Regions from separate parts of the Astyanax mexicanus genome. Here region 1 is linked to region 2. Evidence: chromatin contacts called from public Hi-C data. All regions are on one chromosome and are shown on one strand. The core of a region is the stretch at or near the end of the contact, and the rest is flanking DNA. Distances in the headings are between cores, read along the strand shown. Region 1 overlaps grwd1 (glutamate-rich WD repeat containing 1). Region 2 holds the start of flcn (folliculin).

Evidence for each region. Hi-C and Micro-C count contacts between places; a contact is called where the count stands out from the background.
Region 1: a Hi-C map of muscle shows a contact between it and region 2, with 9 times the contacts expected there. The contact joins the enhancer-like site here to the promoter of flcn in region 2. A contact is called at or near these places in 2 of 3 Hi-C or Micro-C datasets (both in muscle).

Annotation. Positions count from the first base shown.
Region 1 is chr6:8,079,284-8,086,403 of AstMex3_surface, reverse strand. It overlaps grwd1 (glutamate-rich WD repeat containing 1), which reads right to left. Exons shown (of 7, transcript XM_007256480.4): 4 at 6,040-6,250; 5 at 4,936-5,081; 6 at 3,884-4,075; 7 at 3,055-3,763. The coding sequence ends at 3,455. Among protein-coding and RNA genes, the nearest start is that of grwd1, 7.3 kb to the right of the region's middle. Within about 2 kb of position 5,028, the one cell type or tissue checked has an H3K27ac peak away from gene starts, as active enhancers do.
Region 2 is chr6:8,017,553-8,024,606 of AstMex3_surface, reverse strand. It overlaps flcn (folliculin), which reads right to left and starts at 2,386. Exons shown (of 12, transcript XM_007256478.4): 1 at 1,913-2,386; 2 at 679-882. The coding sequence starts at 882. It overlaps leng9 (leukocyte receptor cluster (LRC) member 9), which reads left to right and starts at 2,317. Exons shown (of 7, transcript XM_022674024.2): 1 at 2,317-2,444; 2 at 4,394-4,506. The coding sequence starts at 4,452.

The DNA of each region.
Region 1 (7,120 bases), core at 3,779-6,278, 59 kb before region 2:
GACTGTAGGCACTCTCACTCTCACTATTACGCTAAATATGTTTTACTTTCGACTTTCTATTTGACTGTTTACTTTATCTGTGAGAGGTGAATCTGGCAGAGCATCAGAAGTGGAACCGGTTCTATTTGTGATATCTTATAACACCTAGAAGAACAATGCAGGAACTGTGATTCATGTCTGGGACTGTTATTGTTGGTATACTCTTGCGGATGTACTGTAGATAAACCTGCCAGATCATAAAGCTGCTTCTTTTTCCCATCGTTGGTGCATCACTGTTCAGCTGATTTATTCCTTTTATTTAGTGTTTAATAGAATAACTGCTGCTCAAACAGTGAGAACTCTCCAAGCTGTTTAAAGGGCAGGGAGCATGGCCATTAGCCAATCACGGAAGTGCCACAAAAAAAAAATCACAAAAACTGTAACTGATAAACAGAACAAGCACATGCTACAACACGCAGAATCATGCATAAATCTGCACCACTCAATTTGCTGTCAGACTGAGTAACAGCATGGCCAAAATATACGCAAAAGAGCTCAGTAGTGTGTGTGGCCTCCATGTGCCTGTATGACCTCCCTACATCACCTGGGCATGTTCCTGAGGAATCTCCTCCCAGATCTGGACTAAAGCATCCGCCAACTCCTGGACAGTCTGTGGTGCAACATGCAGTTGGTGGATGGAACCAGAAATGGTGCTCCAGATGTGCTGGATTGGAATCAGGTCTGGGGAACAGGCAGGCCAGTCCATAGCATCAGTGCCTTTATCATGCAGGAACTGCTGACACACTTCAGCCACATGAGGTCTAGTGTTGTCCTGCATCAGAAGGAACCCAGGGCCCAATGCACCAGCATATGGTCTCACAATGGGAGACCTGAGGATCTTATCCCGGTGTCTAATGGCAGTCAGGGTACCTCTGGCGAGCAGATGGAGGTCTGTGCGGCCCTTCAAACAAATTCCTCCCCACACCATTACTGACCCACTGCCAACCCGGTCATGCTGGAGGATGTTGCAGCAGCAGAACATTCTCCACAACGTCTCCAGACTCCGTCACGTGTGCTCAGTGTGAACCTGCTCTTATCCGTGAAGAGTACTGTGTGCCAAGGGCGAACCTTCTCATCTGGATCTTCTCTGGCAAATGCCAATCGCCGTTTACGGATTAGCTTTCATACCACCATCCAGGAGTCTGTTACTGACAGTGTTCAATGACCGACATAGCAAACCTTCTTGCCACAGCTCACATTGATCTGTGGGTTGTAGACGCCACCTCATGCTGCCTCTATATTGAGAGAACTGACAAAATGCAAAAGAGACCAAAATATTAACCAGAAAGGAGGAGAAACGAGAAATGGTCTGTGGTCACCACCTCCAGAAACACTCCTTTTATAGGAGTCCTGCTTGTTGGTCTCCATCACTGCTCTCTGTGGGCAAGATCTACATCCTAAATCAGGGGTGTCCAAACTTTTTTTGTTGGGGGCCAGAAGGAGAAATATATTTGAAGTCACGGGCCACAGACTCCGTAATAAAACAAATAATGAAATATACCACTTTAAATAATACTTTTTTCCTGATTATTTCATTTACACACCATTTTACTTGACTTACTATCTTTATATTTGACAGTGTTGTGTAAACTAAGATTTTTCAAATTGATGTTTAATTTCATGATGTCTCTTAATATTAAACTCCTTAATTACGGCAACTTTTAGACTCTTTGGCCCGTTTTTCTGCGCTAGAATGCGCACCCTCTCTGCTTTTAGACTCTTTTGCCCCGTTTGTCTGCACTAGAAATGCGCACCCTCTTATAAAAACCTGCTTAACAGCGGGCCAACTTTCATTCTATTTCTAAAATACCTCGCGGGCCGCTCCAAAAAAGGAAACGGGCCGTAGTTTGGACACCCCTGTCCTAAATGGTCTCTTCTTGTGCTCAGCAGAACTATTACTGTGCACGGCGAGTGAGATTTACATCTTGATTGGTCTCTTCTAATATTCAGCAGACAGACCTATTATTGTATTTTTTGAACTATAAGGTGCACCATATTAAACGGCGCACTATCAACGAACATCTATTTTCTGGTCTATTTTCATTCATGAGACCCATTTTAAGAGACAATACTAATTCACTTCAAATTCGGCAGTTCTCACAGTTGAGTGGTGGGGTAGCTAACTACGTTAAGTAAAGCTAAGCTAAGTAAACAAACTAATAAAAAAAGGACTTTCTTTTAAAGTCAAACGAGAGCTGAATTAAAATCTACACAGATTTCTCTCCTGAAAGCTGCTGATTTGGGTGAGTAAAGCGCTTCTGTTTATTTACAGTAAGCTTAGATTAGCATTAGCAGCTAACTGTTGCAGCAGTGCTAGCCGGGGTTAGAAACAGGCTAGTCTGATAATACTCACCTCTGAACGGGGAAATAAAGGTTAGCGGCTAATGCTAATGCTACTCCAGCCCCGGTGTTGGAGAACTACATTTAAACTTCTGAAAAACACTTTAATTTGGCAAAGTAGCTTTACTGCTCCTTACAACCTGACTGGTAGAATTCATAAATCAGACACACTGGATTAAAAGGCACATTGTTGATTTTTGTGAAAATAAAAAGATTTTAAGTGCACCTTATAGTGCGAAGAAAAAAAGAAACAGTACTTCACTCTGCGAGTGAGATTTACATCCTGATTGGTCTCTTCTTGTGCACAGTAGAGTCAGTGGTAGAGAGTTGGAACGCAGAGCATTACCCTGTGTAGTTTGTTCATGTTTTGCCATTTAGCACAAGCTAACACTAAGGTGTGGTAAACACTCAACAAATACTTAGGGTGTGGTCAGCAACAGCTTATTGGCATAAAGGTGACAGAGCCCTTAAACAGCTCCTTCTGAAAGGGACCAAAATTGACAAGAATAAAGCTGGTGAGATCTTTCTTAATGCGAGACTGATTTTGTGCAACAAACTTAATGAACATGTTTTGTACAGCCCAGATACCTAGTCTAACGTGTGTAGAAATAGGTATAATGTATCCCTTTTGAAGGAAAAGTGTGTGTTTAAAATGACCATTGAATGAACAACCAGTCAATGTGGAAACATTTTGTTTTAATCAGATTTCATGACACAGATGAACAATGGAGGTGGAGTAAAGTTCAAAAAGCACAGACAGCCAATAAAAAAAAGCCACTGTACGTGTCTTACACTATCTGTGGATCCCACTAGTCTCCATAGTCTGGAGACTAGGTATCCAATCTAGACCGTCTTCATAGACCACCAAAGCGCCTGCTAATGCAGTCCTATAAATGCAGGCCAGTATATACGGTATCCTGTAACAAGCGCAGTGACTGGTGGAATACAGGAACCTGGACCAGGCGCTAGCTACATTATTAGCTATGAAACTTCTGAAGTCCATTTGTGCTCCTGAAAAAAGGCACAGATACACCCCCGCACACACAGAGATGTTCACACACACAGAGATAGATGTTCACACAGAGATAGTCCTGAAGACGTTGAACCCGGACAGCGCTGTCGAGATAAGTGTTCCAGGGAGCTGTGGGTGCCAGTGGAGCTCCTTGACCTCTGTCTGACCCTGGTGGAGAAACAGCAGCTGTGGCGGAAGATCCTTTACGTCATTTGCCCGCTCGCCCATGTCACATGACTCTACAGACAGATCCCATTGGCTGACCACGTCATCTGCTCCGGCGGCGGCGAACACGCTGGAGTCCACAGGGTTCCACTCCACTGAGGTCACTGGAGCACTGTGCTGCTTGAAGCTGGCCACCGCCCGTCCAGACTGAGGGAGAGAGTGAAGAGCCAATGAGAATTAAAACTACTTGATCTATTAATTAAATGATCTATTAATTAAATCCACCTTATTCTGCGTGATAATAGGCATCACTGCGTTTCTGCTCACCTTAAACTGCCTCAAGTCCCACACCTTCAGAAGCCCGTCGTCTCCTCCAGACAGCAGGAAGGGTTCGGTTCGATTCCAGCTGATGACGTTGACGTCTGAAGAGTGAGCCTCATTGGCTGAAAGCATGGAGTTGGGCGGAGCTCTGATGTCCCAAACACGAATGGACTGATCCACTGAGCAGGAGGCGAACACCTGTTACCAATCAGAAGTGTGCGACTTAATAATGCAGAATCTATAAGGCTATGTTCACATTACAAGACACATTGCTCAAATCCGATTTTTTGCTCAGATCAGATTTGGTTATCTTGATGGTTCACATTCACAAATGTAATGATTTGTATCTGTGTGTAACATGAATGAATCTGTTCCTGAAACGTCTCCGTGTGCACATTCATATGCGTATAAACATTGTCTTCGTGACCAACAACAAAAATCGTCATATTAGAGAGACGAGAGACTTGTAGCTTTATAAAGGGAAATGGATGGGTTAGCAGCTCATATGTGGAGCATCTTTTGCTGGAGTGGAGGAGAGTAAACAGCTGGTATATACTCAGGTTGAGGAGGTGAAAAAAGGCCAGGTGGTTTGCTTTTGCTGTTTTTGCAGCTATAGCTGCACAGCTGCACCAAGAGATAAAAGTGTGGGTATGAAAGAGAAGCATGTAGCACATACATAAAAGCAAAATGTTGCATTAATCCTAATTTGACTGTTAATATTCATGTCGCATGTCCATGGATAGGATACATATCTGATTTAGGCCCACATATGAAAGGGACTTAAATGTGATTTGAAAAAAATAAACTAAATTTGGAATATTCACACAGCAATGAAAAAATCAGATCTGAGGCACACTGAGCAAACAAGTCACTTAAGCCTGGTAATTTGAACTTATACAATCCTAATACAAATAAACTACTTCAGCTTTGTTCAAACTGCCAGTTCAGATTATTATTTTCCCAGTCTGTACAGCCAGAAGCCGGTATTTTGATCACATTTCCAAATCAATGCAGTTAATTCAGCAACCAGAACCAACAACTTCCTGTTTCTGACTTACTGTAGCTTCAGTGGGTGACCACTGGAGGTCCTCCACAGACTTGGTGTGTGAACTGAACGGCCGCTGGTCGATCTGCCAGGACACTCCGCCCTCTCTCGGCTCCCACACATGAATGTTCTTCTTACAGTCTCCGCTCACCAGACGGCCTTCAGGACAAGCAAAAACACACACAATACATTAGTACACAATACAACACTTACTCACACAGAGGGATTTAACTGAGCAGAGATATTCAAACTTCCCTCCTGAGGAACACTTGCTTATAATCACATTATTATTACACATTTAAACATATCCCACATATATAGTGCTTCTACTGTCTTTGAAGTGATGCACATTCACTACATTCACTAAGAGCAGGGTTGCCAGGTTCAGCAAAATATTAAGCCCAAACTCTGTCTAAAACCCACCCATCAGACAATATAAAGTTGCCACACAAATACACAGCACAGGTGGGCCGTGGTTAGTATTAAAAGTAGCCCAAAAAGCCCAAAATGTATCACAATATGATAATATATTTACATTTTGCCCAACTCTACATACTATACAGTATCAGTCAAAAGTTGACACATCTCTTCTCATTCAGTGTGTTTTCTTTCTTTTAATTTTTTGTTACATTGTCAATTTAAATTTAAAGGCTGGATTGTTAAACAATCCAGAATATATTTTATACTTTAGATTCTGCTAAGTAGCCACATTTATCTTTGAAGACAGATCTGCAAAATGTTGGTATTTTAATCTCAGTGTCTTTATGAGGTACAACTGGAATAGTTTTCTCAGCATCTTGAAGGAGTTTCTGGAGGTGCTGAACAATAGTTACTGCCTTTCCTTCATGCTGTTAAGCTCCAGCTCATCCCAATTAAATCACCTCAAATCAAGAACTCAGTTCATCAGGTTTAGATCAGGGGATTGTGATTGTTTTTTTTTTTTTGTTTGTTTTTTTACTGTTTACTACATAATACCATATGTATCCCTTAATAGTTTTCATGTCTTTCATGTACTATTAATATACAATGTAGAAAATTAAAACATTATAGAAAAACATTAAATGAGAAGGTGTGTCCAAACTTTTGACTGTTTCTGTATACCAATGCATTCACTCACCTGGTACTTTTGGAGACCAGTCAACAGCAAAGCCTTCAGCCATGTGACCAGAAAAACTAAATAAGGGTGTGATCTCCTTGTTCTGCTTGATGAATGCCGCCATGACTGAAGAATTATAAACCGCCTCAAGCTGCGGCCGAAGGTCAAAAATCTCCACCTGGCCCTTCTCTGACCACACGGCAGCCAATGACTGCTCACCTCGCCTGGTTACCTGATTAAGCAAAAGGAGGAGAAGAAAACAAATTTTAGTCCGTCAGAATTAGTGTGTCGATCATATGAACATTATAGACCATTATAGAGCGCCCCCTGCAATTACAGTAGTGTATTACAGTCTGTCAGAATGAGCGTGTGGATTAGGGCTGCACAATATTGGAAAAACTGAACATTGCTATATATATTAGTCAAAATACATATACATATACTGGCCCATGATGTCAGCTAAACAACAATACTCAGCCCTTTAAAAGGGAAATAAATGTGTTTTACCTTTTTGGGATTAAAAGCGTGATTTTGCGTGAAATATCTGCTCAAAAGATTATGTGTTTGACTTAATTGCCTTAGGTGACACCGCAAGTCCTGCAATGTAACAATTGTGCATGCACACATCGTGATGGCGATGCTTAAACGATATATGGTGCAGCCCTAATTAGTATCATTCCAATAATATAGTGTGATATGGAGTAGGGGTGTGCCATATCATATCGTACATGATAATATTGTCAAAAATGTTGAATATCGTGAACGATATTATACCCTGAAATTTCGTGTCAAATCATCCACCCCTAATTATCACATCAGAGTACTATTTTTATCTGTTTTTAGCAAAAGAAAAATTCACTGTTCTCATTTCCCATTATATATCTGTCCAGTATCATATATTTTACTTTAATGCTGGATATATGGAGATACTTGGAGTGCATTACTAGCATCAAGACATTCTGGATCATTGACTTCTGTTACAAATCAAAATCTCAGTTAGTCATATCATATTGCATGCAATAATAAAATTTAAAATAATTTTTCTAATTCAGTGTTTTGTCATATCGCCAGAAGAATCGTTATCGTGAAAATACCATGAAAT
Region 2 (7,054 bases), core at 1,137-3,636:
TGCATTCTGGTGTTGTAAAGGTATTAACTACAGACTGTAAACTGTAGTCATAATCCAGATATCCCATTAAACCACAGGATCTACAAACACTAACCAGCACAAACACACCCATCTGTTATTAAAAACAGCCATTAATTTAGTTAATTTATTGCAGCCATTGCAGCTAATCCACTACGCTACGTGCGAAAATAAAAGAGTCCTGCGCGACCAGTGCAAAAAAGATTAGTCTAGAGCCATGTATTTAATATTTAACACATTTCATATTGAACTTTTTTTTTATATTTGATAAAAATTTAAATATTTAATTTGAAAGAAAACTATTGTGTGTTTGTATATAAAGTGCGTGAAATAAATGACTTTACATTAAATGCACTTGTGTATACACTTCAATTGGCTGTGTGGTCTGTTTCAGCATTATTATGTAACCTTAATCATAGTACTAATAATAAACTAAAAGAGCCCTTTTATCTGTATTTGTATCTGTATCGGCAGTTTTATATCAGTTTTATATCGGAATCGGATCAGAGCTCAAAAAGGTGGATTGTCCCCTCACTAGTTAGTACGGAGCCTTGAACTCATTCATTACTCTTGGTTTTGATATCTAAACTTTAGATGAGCAATTATCCACCAACCTTTGGCCACGCAAGTGTATATAAACTACTTCACAGCCTCTCTCACCTCACACATGTCGGCTCTCTGTGTGGCAGAGCTGTTGGCCCTCATGGTCAGCCCCTCTCCCTCTCTCTCTGCCTCCCGATCGCCCAGCAGGGCGGACCCCGGCTGAGGGGGCGAGGGGGCTGGTGGATGGACGGCCTCGGTGCAGAACAGGGTCCGGGGCCCGTGCAGTTCACAGAAATGGCAAAGAGCAACCAAAGCATTCATCTGGGGATAAACAATAAACAACGTGGTGGTTCTAAAATGGCCCAGTCCGTAGAATTACATTTTATGGGTTTCCAATAAAGTGGCCACAGAGTGGAAGCAAATAGTAGGTTTTTTTTTTTAAATAAAGTGGACACTGAGGAGAAGCACAAGGTACTGTAGTAGGTGTTTCTAATAAAGTGGCCAGAGTGAGTGGAAGCACAAAGTTCTGTGGAAGATGTTTCTAATAAAGTGGACACAAAAAGTTTAAAAAAAAAGAAAAAAAAGAAGGTACAGTGGGAGGTGTTTCTAATATAGTGGCCACTGAGGTGACGCACAAGGTACTGTAGTAGGCGTTTCTAATAAAGTGGCCACACTGAGGTGACGCACAAGGTACTGTAGTAGGCGTTTCTAATAAAGTGGTCACAAAAAGTGGAAACACAAGGTACTGTAGTAGGTGTTTCTAATAAAGTGGCCACACTGAGTGGAAACACAAGGTACTGTAGTAGGTGTTTCTAATAAAGTGGCCACAAAAAGTGGAAACACAAGGTACTGTAGTAGGTGTTTCTAATAAAGTGGCCTCAAAAAATGGAAACACAAGGTACTGTAGTAGGTGTTTCTAATAAAGTGGACACAAAAAGTAAAAAAAAGAAGGTACAGTAGGAGGTGTTTCTAATAAAGTGGCCACTGAATAGAAGCACACAGTACTGTAGTAGGTGTTTGTAATATAGTGGCCACTGAGTGGAAGCACACGGTACTGTAGTAGGTGTTTCTAATAAAGTGGCCACTGAGGAGAAACACAAGGTACTGTAGTAGGTGTTTCTAATAAAGTGGCCACTGAGGAGAAACACAAGGTACTGTAGTAGGTGTTTCTAATAAAGTGGCCACTAAGGAGAAACACAAGGTACTGTATGTAGTAGGTTTTTTAATAAAGTGGCCACACTGAGGTGACGCACAAGGTACTGTAGTAGGCGTTTCTAATAAAGTGGCCACTGAGTAGAAGCACAAGTTACTGTATGTAGTAGGTAACAAAGTGTAAATCATGTTTACGTACCTTATTTACTGTTTCTGTAACACCCAGACTTCTGAACAGGAGGCTCCTCTATTCCTGCGCTCTGTTTATCAGTAATAACGCGTTTAATCGCCTCTCTGATGAGCAGACTTATTAATTAAACTGTGATTATTAGGATGTAAATCAGGTAACAGAACTCAAGAGTGAGTTAATCAGCGTTAATTCACCCAATAAATAAAAACTATAACAGCAGAATCACCACAGGTAATGCTCTCACAGGTGATAAATCACAGTACGACCACATGTTACTGCATTCTGCCCGCTTTCAGGCCGTCCCCGCAGATTTATAACGTTAATAATTCCCCCAAATTCACAATAAACTCTCCATTACTCCATCTTCAGACCCCTCTGTCACGTGACGAGCAGTCACGCGCTTCCTCCATAACAAAGCGAACAGCTGCAGGTCCGTGAAATGACTCTCCCTTCAAAATAAAAGCCCTCTTGTAAACTATTATTATTTAAACAAAATTAATTCGTTTTAGAACTGATTACAGCAGCACAAAGAAAAGCTCAGGTAGGACTCTGTGTAGTAAAATTTCATTATGGCGCTAGTGTGTTTTTTTATACTTTTTAAAAATATCTTTTAAAATACGCTTGCTAATTTGACAGATTTTAGTTATTTTAGTTATCATAAATCCAGTAAAAAAAATAAAAAACATGTTAGCTAGCAAATAAAAGTATCTTAACCTCCCTGTTTTATTACACTCTGTTTTCTAAGAAATCACACTTAAAAATACTACTGTGGAATCAGTAAATTATTAAACCTTCATTTCACTCGGGAATATATTACACTTTCTGTAAATCCTATAAACTTCATTTCACTTCACAGTTGTCACTGTGTTCGTCTGCTATATGATATGTTTAACTGAAATTGCTGATCCTAACAACCAAAGATTTCTAAAGAAAAATCATAAAAATGATCAGGGGTGCCCAAAGGTTTTCATACCACTGTAAATGGAGTTTAAAAGCTTAAGAAAATATGTGTGTAGGAATAAAACATGTAATATTGTTCTGAGTTGAGAAAATAAGTAACTTACAATTTTCAGTATGAAAAATTATTAAGCATTAATAAAGTATAATTTTGCTACATTCATTTATTTTAAACTCACTCTGGAGCGCCCTCTGGTAGACCAGCAAACCTGGAACACATTCTCGAGTGGGAGTTCTCCTCTCTGTACAGTTTCAGCTAAAACACGTGTCAGGTATCCCGTCAGATGATGTCATTGTGAAATATTCCCCTGGATCTAATACACACACACTTACACGCTCACACTAGCAATCATCAAACTCCCTGGTTACCGGCTCGGTGTTTAAGGTGAGCAAATCCACACCGAATGGTAACGTTAACTATAACTGTTTTTGGTGTTATTTTTGCTTAATATTTTAATATATAGGTTATATAGTCGAAGTTTGTGTAAAAGTTAGCTTCTTTTGGAATTGTCCGTCCCACCTTAAATGCTTCAGCCGTTACACGTTGGGTCTCCAGGAGTTGGTACATATCCCTTGCTGTATCCGCTGCTGCTTTTAAGGTGGAAGTGAAAATTGAACAAGAAACTCATTTAATAGCTAGTTAGTTGTGACATTACTAAAACATTTAACAATGTTTATCACTCTCATAAGGTGCTGTTTATTGATGTACCCTTATTGTAAAGTGTTACCAGTATTTTACTTATTTTTGTAAACATATATAACTATATATAGCGTATACCACCAGCAACATTACGTTACCTTAACCTAGTTAGCTAGCGTTAACTCTATTTTTATTTAGTTAAATATTTATGCTCTAACTTATATATTTGTTGATTCTAGATGTTTACACCGGTGTAACTTTTGTTAATGGTCGTATATAAAACATTTTAAAGTACGTGAAATATTGTTTTTATTTATTTTTTTATTTATTTTTATAAGGGACTTTTATGTATGCATTTAGACAGCTTTTGTAAGAGTCGGTTTTTAAGGTAAGCGAATCCGCACCGAATTCTAACGGCAACTATTGTTTTTGGTTGTTGTTTTAAGTTAATAACAACGTTGTATATGTTATATAGTCGAGGTCAGTACGTTTAGTAGTGTTTTCACCCTTAAATGAAGCTAAAGTTCTCGTTGGAATTGTCCGTTCCACCTTAAATGCTCCAGCAGTTGCACAGTGGGTCTCCAGGCGTTGGTACGTATCTGCTTCTGCGTTTAAGGTGGACCTGAGAGTTCAAACAAGGAACTCAGTTTAGACCTTTTACCTTACCGTCCTTTATTATATGACTGCTTTACTGTCAATGAATAATCATCTGTGCTTCTATTTGGATGTTTTTTACCTAACGTTACTTTCCTATTGAAAGTTTAGTCGTGTTTGTCTTTTTGGGTTCAGTTTTAATCTCTTCCTCCTTATGTAACACCCTGAAGTGTGTTTAGACTATTTCCAGTTCCTGTTTTAGGAACTGTCAGGAATAACAGGCCTTTATTTGAACCTAGATCAGCTCTGGCCTCTGAGGTGGACATCCCCGTGGTTTCCCAGATTACACCATCTGTCATGGAAGAAGAAGGACCAGGGAATCCCCTCATAGAAGATCCACACACCCAAATAGGTCTTTCTTTACAACCTATACAAACCCTCACAATATCACCCTGTATGTATGCTGTTGAGCACTGACCTTTTGGCTCAAGGACCAGTTACTAGATATGCCATTATTATGAGTTGTTGTTGTAGTAGTAGTAGTAGTAGTAGTAGACACAATATTAATACTCTACCCTGGATGTGGAGTCGGCTTGTCTGAAAGTGGGTCAGGCTGGCATCAGCAAAAAACCTGACCAATCACAAGGTTACTAACATAGCCTTGCCCCCTCTCTTCGAGTCTGAGCAACCAGAATCTGTGAGTTTGTGAGCTGTCGCTTAGCAACCGTTTAAGCAAAAAAATAAAATCATTCACTAGCATTTGCTACATATTGAACTCACTAGGAGATGGCCAAATGACTTTGAGCGGACACTACGCTCAGAAACACTGCTTCATAAAAAAGCAACAAAGTTTGTGTGAAACTTTTTTTCATTCTGTCACTTAAAACACCCCCCCATTTTGTTATGGTATACATGGGAAATTCAAGCATACCTTGTCTGTACGCTACATTTTGATAGTGATGAAACTGGCTCTCATCGGAACCTTCCAAGGAAAGAAAGACCAAAAGTTACCCCTGTTACACAGAATAAGTTTCATATATTGCACTATTTTTTTAATGGGGAGCAGTTCTGGATGCAGATTCTATCTTGAGGTAGAGTGTTGCCATGGTAATGTAAACAAACATTTGTTTGCCACACCCACACCGGTCTCTGAAGAGAGGTGTGAAGAGAGGAGTGCGTTTTGGTGATTTGTGGGGAGTGTTTTGTCATATTCTTGCTTTGTGTTTTCTATTTTAACTTTACTATATGCTTCTCAAAACACACACATTTAGTATTTAACAATGTTACCAGGGGCTTTTAGTAATATTAACAGAGCAACATAGGTTTGATAATGAGTATTAAGAATATTACACGTGTGTTTGTGTGCGCCATTACCATTTCATGAACTGTCAAGAGTTCAAAGGTCAGATAGGTATGTCCTCACCTTGTATCATAAAGTTAAATAGGTAAACTCTACTGAAGTCGTTTCTGAATGTGAAGCTCAGTTCTTTCAGTGCTTTTACAGATTCTGGGGTGGGCTGAAAAAGGAGTGAAGGTTAAAGCTGGGATTAAAAACTCACAGACAGTATAATTCCACTTTCAGACACACCCAATACTTCTGTGCTGTGATTCACACTGTGTCTACAAATGTGTTTTATTATAGACCACTGAAGTTGTGTCGTAATTTTTTAGTCGGCACCATGTTGTTTTTTCCCATATTTAGGGTTCTGTGTCTAAGAATTTCTGTTAAATGGAAAAAATGTATGGGCTTTTCAAAAATTGGCCTCTTGTCACATTATGTGGCAAATAAATATGTTCAGAACCCTGTATGTTTTATTCTATGTACATTTTTTCTCCTGAACATCACTGGATCCTCTGAATTTCAAGATTATTTAAGAGTAGTAATAAGAAAAATGCTAGCTTTAAGCTAATACTTAACTGACGTCACAGCACAGCAGCAGTGAATGCTAGGGGACTCGATTCTGCAGTACACCAGCGAACTCCGGCTGGATCGTGTTTTGGATTATTCTTCTTCTTCACAGAGGATCATTAAAGCGTTTAGAGAGGTGAAACTCTTTCAGTATAGTGACGTTGAGCAGTGTAGTCTGTGTTAGAGCTTTAAAAGGCAGATACTAAGAGAGAGTGGCTCTCAGTTCAGGAGTAGCGCTTCCCAGCGGGTTTAGTATTTAATTAGGGTCATTACTTTATACTAATTACAACACATGACCCAAATAATCAACCAACAAATAACTAATCAACTAATCAACTACCTATCTGCTGGCTGAGGCGAGCTGAGTGATAAAGCAGGAAAACTAGCAGGAGAGAGTTACTCCAAAACCACAGAGCTAGCTAACTATCTAAGAAACCAAAGAGTCTAAAATACTTAAGATAAAAAACCTTAATATGTGTTTTTTCACTGAATCCTATTATATGGACAAACCTTAACTTGGCTTAAGGTACTAAACCAACGAGACAGAAACACCAAACATTTTTTATTTATTTCACTGCATAATAAAGAGAGTAAATGTTAAAACATGCTACAGTGTTTAAAGCTGGCTCCTGGAGTATCACTGTCCTGTTTTAGTGATTTCCTGCTGTAACACTCTCAGCTCTCTTCAGTGAGGGCAGTTAGTTCATTAGTTGGATCAGCTAAGTTTAATATGATGTAAACTTATGGCCAGAGTTCTCTGGTGTTGTGCTGAAAAAAGTCCCCTGCCGATCTTTGCAGCTGCACTGTAGCATTAGCTTAAAGCTAGCATTTTTCTGATTACAACTCTTAAACAATCTTGAAAATCAGAGGACCCAGTGTTGTTCAGGAAGAAAATTTACACAGAATAAAACGTACAGGGTTCTGAACATATTTAATTTACCACAGAATGTGATAGAGAACAGTTTTTTAAAAAGCTCATTCATTTACCTCATAGAGAAAAAAACGCTTAGACACGGAGGCCTGAAGTCACAGAATGACGCACGACTTCAGT